Regions from separate parts of the Mus musculus genome. Here region 2 is linked to region 1. A link is a contact called in public HiCAR-type data. All regions are on one chromosome and are shown on one strand. Each heading gives the region's core, a stretch centred on a gene start, on an enhancer-like site or on the middle of the called end of the contact. The rest is flanking DNA. Distances are from core to core; before and after follow the strand shown.

What was found. HiCAR-type assays count read pairs that join an accessible place to other places.
Region 2: a HiCAR-type map of astrocytes shows a contact between it and region 1, with 4 times the contacts expected there. The contact joins the promoter of Csf1 here to the promoter of Rhoc in region 1.

Annotation. Positions count from the first base shown.
Region 1 is chr3:104,787,225-104,791,074 of GRCm38.p6, forward strand. It overlaps Rhoc (ras homolog family member C), which reads left to right and starts at 1,810. Exons shown (of 5, transcript NM_007484.2): 1 at 1,810-1,859.
Region 2 is chr3:107,758,306-107,762,155 of GRCm38.p6, forward strand. It overlaps Csf1 (colony stimulating factor 1 (macrophage)), which reads right to left and starts at 2,164. Exons shown (of 9, transcript NM_007778.4): 1 at 1,720-2,164. The coding sequence starts at 1,758. The region is part of intron 1 of Gm40121 (a long non-coding RNA gene); the gene reads left to right.

The DNA of each region.
Region 1 (3,850 bases), core at 560-3,059:
AGGGACTTGTAAGTCTGAGTGTTTTGACCCCCAAACACTAACTTCTTTGAGCCTCCACGCCTCATTAAACTGTAGATAACAATAATGCCTCGTAAGAACTAAACATGGTATGGGTGGGGAAGGACAAGGTTCACATAATAAAGCTTCAAGAACTGTTAGCTATGTTCGACTGTCTGTTCTTCATTTAGACTGTAAGTTTGTTTGCTTATTTTTATCTATGTTTTGTTCAAGATAGGGTTTCTTTGTGTAGCCTTGGCTGTCCTAGAATTAGCTAAGTAGTTTTGGGACACTAGGGTGGCCTCAAACTCATAGAGATCCTCCTGCTTTGGTCTCTCAAGAGCTGGGATTAAAGGCATGCACCACCACTGCTGGGCTAGACTATACGTTATCTGAAGGCAGAGTTTCATGGTTAGTACATAGTTTTCAGTTCACATTCAACCAATGTTTACTGAATGAATTCAGAGGCCTGGTGGACAAAACACCCTTCACCTCAGTTATATGATTTATCAAATGTATGGTCCATGCTTCCAATCCTGAGTGAGTGTCTACGTATGTTGTCTGCCTGGATTTGAGACAGCTTCACTCCACAGCCTATGTTGGCCTGGAATTTGTGGTAACTCTGCCCCCTCGGGAGTGCTGAGATGACAGGCATGAACCACCCGGCCAGCTGCACCTGCAGTAGACTCCATATGACATACATTTATTCTGGGAAATACTTGTTGAAACCTATGACGAGCAGAGTTTGGTTGAATGGTACAGAGGGCAGGTAGGAGGGGGAGCATGGCAGGCAGCAGGCAGCCAGCACCTGCCTGGGTGCCTCACAGGCCTGCTTGTAAATTTGACTGATTTAGTTTTTGTAGCCCAGGATGGCCTGGAATTAACTCATAGAGATCCATCTGCCTTTGCTTCTTGTGTGTCATCGTGGCTCACCTCACTGGAAATTCCTGCTGTCACAAATAGTGAGAAACCACTTCTCTGGGCTTCATTTTCTTTACAGGCAAAAGGGAACGGGTATGGGTGAACTTATTCCAGAGTTAGAGACCTGTGTGTTTAAAGTATCCAGCACTAGTAAATAAAGCATTGGTAGATTTCCTTATACACCCATTTCTTTGGCTCTTTATAAGGAAGGAGATACAGGATCAGGTAAGTAACACCTCAGATTGGGATCAACAGCACAACAATACAATAGGAGTGTGAGGTCAGTTTCCAGCTGAGGACACGGCAGCACTTCCAGGAGTGTGCTCTTAACAGGACGTCGGGAAATTCCCAGCGAAGGAAGGAAGGGACTTTTAAGGCGATGGTGGCTGGGGACTGCAGATCACAAAAGGTCTCCAGGGCTCTGGATAGCGTCACGTTGCACTTACTGCAGTGATTCCTGGATAAGAGAGTGGGCAGCTTCTGTATAACCCATCCCCTCGGTCACGGGTAGGGTGTAGGAAATACTGGAGCTTCGAGGTCTGGATGGCCACGCGAGGGCAGCAGTGGCCCTCGCTGACCCCACCCTGGAAGCCGCTCAACTTTCCCGAAGCTGGTCCGCCCCCCACGGGTTGGAAGTGGGGCAGAGGCCGAGTTATCCGGGGTCCCACCCGCCCGCTCACCACCCAGCAATCCAGACATCTCCGGGCACAGTTCCTCCAGCTCCAGCCAGCCCTACGCCCCTTGCCGGGTCCTCAGCCGGGGTGACCTGCGGCCGCCCGGGGCCGGGAGCGGAGGCGGGCCAAGCTAAGGGCCGCCCCCGTCGACCCCCCCCCCCTTCCCTTGATGGACCCGCCCCAGAGCGGTGCTGGAGAGTGGGGCGGGGCCCGGGTCAGTCTCAGCCTCCGGCACTGGCCGCGCAGCTGGAGGCGGTGGAGCCCAAGGTACCGGGGCCCCAGCTGGTGGGTGGCGAGGCGTCGTGGGAACTGACCTCGGAGGAGAGCACTTTCCCGATTCCCGGATCGCTCCGGGAGCGGCTTGGGGGGCGGGGGGTGTTCCGGGCCAGGCAAGAGAGAGCGCCCCAAGCTGTGGGCCAGGCGCTCTAGCCTTCCAAGCTCTCGAACCAGAGCCCAGAGTCCTTCCCTTTCTGAGTCTTTCCTTTCTGGACCTCCCTAGCTGGGCCAGGGACACACTTAGATCTCCGTGAGCGACTCAACCCAGACGCTCCAGTTCCGGGCAGGGAGTAAGAAACAGGGCCTCAGGCTGGCTAGGGGTGGGAGTTCTGGCCTGGGATGGGGAATGGCGGGAATAGGGATGGGATGTGACCACTGGAGGCTGCTACTGCTTGGCGGGTCTGGACGCCGCCCTAGACGGGTTTTGGAGCTGATCTGAGCTGAGAGGTTGAGAAGACTAGGAAAGATCCCGCTCCTGTGTTGTGTATATGTGTCTGAGAGTGAAGGGGGGTGGGGAAGAACAAAACACCCCAATCCCCAACTCTTCCTCGTACCCTCTTGGGAAGTTAGGGAGTGTTAGGGAATTGGGCTGAAAGCTGGAGTCCAGCTCTTCCTTGACTTCTGGCTTTAAAGTTAAGGAAAAGGTGTTGCCCGAAGAGTGATTCCTCGCCTAGATCTCGGGGGGAGCAGAGTACAAAGGCCTGTTGGATCACCTGGGAAATCAAGAGAATAAGGAAGGCTAGTGGCTTGTCCTAGGGAAGGTCCCAGAAGTTCCAGACCCCTCTCCCGGCCCTGGGTGAAGTTTTCGTTGTCTCTCTTAGGGTTAGTGGGGCAGTTCCGCTGGAGCCGCCTTTCACAGGGAGTGTTAGCCAGGCCATCCATGCCATGTTGGCCTTCGGCCTAATGTCCCGGCTTGGCCTGAGTCCCCAATTATTCTGGCCTAAGCAGAGCCTAGATGCAAAGTCTTCGGAGCTGGAGGCTCTAACACAGCCACGAAGTTCCGGCCTCTGCCTCCCACCATCAGATGCTCAGCCGCCTTGCTGCTGTGGGACAGCCGGGGCTCACGCATGGGGATGTGACTAGTGTTTAAGTGTCCTAGGGATCACGCTCCATCCACACTGCCCACCCTGGCTTGGGGCTGTCCCCGCCAGCCTGTGTACAGCTAGACTGGTTGAATTAATGGGAGTAGGTGGGGAAGTTGGAGGAAATCCTGTGGGTTACCTGGATATACCTCTCAGACCTCATTTTTGAAGGAGATATGCAGCATAGCGAATGCCTTCTTCCCAGTCTTTCGGGGGTACCAGGGAAAGCCCCTTGAGATGGGGGGTGGTAAGTGTGGCTGTGCATACGCAACTCCTATAAATTCTCTGTGACTCATGTCCTCTTTCCTCACATCCCAGTTTTGTGTGTGTGTGTGTGTGTGTGTGTGTGTGTAGGTGTAGGGGAGGGAGGAACCACCCAGGCGCCTGATGCTGAAAAGAATCAGCCTGGGGCTGGAGTACTCTGCTTCCTAAAAGGCAGGCACAGGCCAGGGTTTGAGGTGGTTTGTAGGGAGCTAAGAGTTGAGCAGAGCCAGACAGGATGTGGGACTGAAAGGCAAAGCCAAGTTTGGGGCTGAGCTCAGGTTACTGTGCCCTTCTTAACTGCTCCCTGCCTGGTCAAAAGCTTAGACTGATCCTCACTAGTCCTTTCTTTGGAGGCTCCTCCCAGCCCAGGCTCTGGTTCCCTCCCCCACAGCCTTCGCTTCATCTCTACTCTGTCTGGCATGATCCTTGCCAGGCTGTGTAGGTCTGGAGACCTCACTGACCCGGTCAGCTCCCTGTGGTCTGAACTGCTCGTTCACGTGTGCTGGGGTGTAGGACACATATAAACTCTGAGAAGCTGACTCCTTCCTTATCTTGAGTCACAGGGAGGTGTCTGCTGGGCCTAAGGGTCAGCTGGTCACAAGGAGGAAGGGGCTGTTCCAGAGAGTGGGTGGAGGT
Region 2 (3,850 bases), core at 914-3,413, 3.0 Mb after region 1:
GGGAGAGGGTGCAGCCAGCTATGGGTTGATAAACTGCATTGGGCATGGTTGGGCAATTGGAAAGTTAGTCCTGAGTGGGAGTGGCAGCCCGGGTCTCCTGAACCCCAGTCTCAGAACCTGTTAAAGGAAATGACTGCAGAAGATGACTCTGGCCCAGGCTGGTATCACTCAGCCTGTCAGTCCATGTGTGTATGGTATGAAGGAAAGGACCCGGGAATGGAGATGTTCAGAAATATCTCAACCCAGGAATTTCAAGCCATTGATGTTTGGAGATAGCAAGATAAAGACATTACTTCAGGGCTACCTGGCTTTTGGTGGCATTTCAAGCATGCACAGAAATAATGCACAGCTGCTGGCTTCAAAGATGACCAGCCACTCCTGGATCTGGCTCTGTAACCCCAATGCTGCCATAGACAGGGATACAGATGGACACCCAAGGGTTAATACTCTAGCCTGCATCTGGCTGGACAGGCTCTTCCTGGCTTGCTTCTTCCTCCCACCCACTGCCTCAGCCTCTGACTATGAGAGCAGCCTGGAAACTGCGGCAGTCTCTGAGCACTTCAAGACATCATGTTCCATTTTCCAATCAGTACAGTCTGCAGACAGAGACCCGGCCTGACTGCCTGGCTGAACCTCGGCCTCCTCTCTTTCCTCTTATGTCTCCTTGTAGTCTTTCTTTTCTTCCCTCTTCTCTCTTTATGCTTGTTGCATGTGGGATAACTTCCTCCCTTCCCCTCCTCCTAACCCCACCTTCTGCCTCTCACTGAGCCCCTCTCTCTGCTGTTCTACTTTTCTCTCCTCCCAGACACCTGCAACGCGCTGCCCATCACAAGTTCGGTTCCTACCCTCCAGGTTTTCCCTCTCATTCTCTTCTGAAGCAAACCCACTTGCTGTGGATTGAAAGTACCATCCTTCACTCTGTAAGAGCCATGCTATCATCTGCTGCCATTACTGGAGACAGCTTCTGAGCAGCCCATTATCAGCTGCAGCTCTGAACTCTCCTTGCACTTTCTTTCCTCAGTCAGCCGCAGAGTCTAGAATAGCCCCATCTCATTTTCTTCAAGAAAAGATTCGGGTCCAGCTCCCCTCAAAGAGCCACCCAAGTCCCTAATAGTTCCTACACATCCATTGAACAAGTAGCAGCATGCCCATCTCTCTCTCTCTCTCTCTCTCTCTCTCTCTCTCTCTGCCAACAGGTTGCTCAGCACAGGTCCTGGTGTAAAGCTGAGTGAGCCTGAATTTTCCCTACCCTGAAGGCCCACTCCCAACTGGGGCCTAAAACATGTGCAACAACCAAAGAAAGATATCTACTGGGGATGATGCCACACTCGGATCTTGTGTCACTCGGAACCTGGAGACCTGGTTGACCATTCTGGCAGACATTGGGCCTGTGCCAATCCCTGCGATACCCCCCCCCCCCAGACCCCCATCTCTCTCTCCAGCCTGTGGGTAGCTCAGTGTTCTCCTCCGTGCAATGGGATGAGCAGCCTTCTCTTTACCTCGCAAAGCGCTGCAGCCCCAGGAGCAGCTATTGAAATACCGCGGGCCTCAGCCGTAGCTTAGAAGCAGTAAGGAAGCCAGAACCCAGGGCCGAGAAGCCTGGGCAGCTGGCGAGAAGGGGCTGTCCGCTCCAAGTGGCCCCGCAGAGCCGCCTGCTGCTTGCTGCAGAGCTCCTGCCCCAGCCCGGCCCGGGCCCCGCGCGCCACGGTTGCAGCTTACCGAAGAAGGGCAGCGCCCCGCGGCGCCCCGCGCGGTCATACGGGCAGCTGGGTCCCGGCACGGCGTGTTGGCCGCCCTGGTTCGCTCGCTCCCTTGCTCGCTAGTGGCTGAAGAGCCCGCGCCCCGGTCGAGGGCCACGCCGCTGTCCTGGGATGCAGAGAGCCGCAGCGACACCGAGAGCACCGAGGCAAACTTTCACTTTCCCCTGGCCGAGCTTCGCTGGCCAGCCCTCGGCACAGCCTTTTAAGCGGGCGGGCTGGCGGGGCATGTGGTTTATGGGAAATCACCCTGGCTCTCCGCCAGACACACACAGACATACACACACACAAACACACTCACAGGCACTGACACATACTACACCCCAGAGGCCCACTGAGCCGCCGACTCCCTTCCCCCAAGCGGGCCGCCTGGTCGTCCCCGCTAGCTCTCTTCCCCGTCGCTCTGTGGCTGTGCAGCCTCCTCAAAGTAACCCGGGCTCCACCGCCCTCCCCCGCCCTTCTCGAGCTCTGGACAAGACACTGCCTTTCCTTCTGTGCTCGCCACTCTTGTCAATCTCGTGTGATTGTTCTCGGTCTAATGCTGGCCCCTAGGGACTTTCCCTCAAGGCCCGAAAATCCTCAAATCTGAGCAGGAAACGGACAGAGTACATTGAACAGGACTTGAATGGGGATGGACCAACGCCTCTCTGCTGCAGCTCCATTCAAGTCCCTCATGGAACCCAGGGCAGCAGGTTTGCAGATTGGCTTGCTCCCTCCTATGCATTGTTCAAAGAATCTACTATACTACTATACTATCCTCTCCCCTGGCTGTAGGGAGAAGTGGGGAGCATCCAGCTACCTGGGTAGGAGAGGAAGGACTTGGTCCTGTGACAACTAGCTGGGTGTTTCTGCACTCTGCCAGGAGACACTTCAGGTGCTTAACCTGAAAGCACTGGCTGGCCCCCTGCTCCTGGGCTGCCAAACCCAGCTTATGTGGAAAGGTTGGTGTGCCTGGACTCTAGATTTCCCTCAACTCTGTTGGAAATGCATTTGTGCAATCACATTTTGTCTTTACATGAGAATGGATCTAGATTAACCTATCAAGAGGAGCCTATTAATTATATTGCCAACGTCAGGATCTTTTTCTTCCTTCCATTTATCCTGATTCAATGTGTTTCAATCCCGTCATGCCCAGATGAGTGGTCTGGTCTCAAAGGGGCACTTTTGTCACGTGTCCTCCATTTCCTTGCACTACCTAGCTCAGAGCAACAACGTCCCTCATAAACCTTTGCTCAGGCTGCTTCCTCGGACATGAAGTCTTCCTTTCCCCCATCCATCTTAAGGTGAATGTCTCACCTTTTAAGGTTATAATCACATCTTATCCTTGTCTTGCAAAGCCTTCTGGGATGCTTCAGGCTGATGGATAATTCCTTCTTTCTGTGTTCCCACTGGACGCAACCCATTCCTCCCAGTTAAGTTGGCATTCATTCATTCATTCATTCATTCTCTACATTATTTTAAACTGGTGGTTCTCAACTTGTGGGTGGCAACCTCTTTGGGGGGTCACAAGTCAGATATCCTGCATATCATATGCTTTACATTATGATTCATAACAGTAGCAAAATTACACTTGTGAAGTAGCAATGGAATAATTTTGTGGTTGGGGCGCCACCACAACATGAGGAACTGTATTGAAAGGTCTCAGCATTGAGAAGGTTTAGAACCACTGAATACTAGTGATAGTAGTGATTACGTTTAGAATCACTGAATACTAGTGATAGTAGTGATTACGTTTAGAACCACTGAATACTAGTGATAGTAGTTATTACGTTTAGAATCACTGAATACTAGTGATAGTAGTGATTACGTTTAGAATCACTGAATACTAGTGATAGTAGTGATTACGTTTAGAACCACTGAATACTAGTGATAGTAGTGATTACGTTTAGAACCACTGAATACTAGTGAGAGTAGTGATTACGTTTAGAACCACTGAATACTAGTGATAGTAGTGATTACGTTTAGAATCACTGAATACTAGTGATAGTAGTAATTACGTTTAGAACCACTGAATACTAGTGAGAGTAGTGATTACGTTTGACCTGCACCCTGAGCTGGGAGGCTTCCTCTGGGTAGCACCCCATTTCACTTCA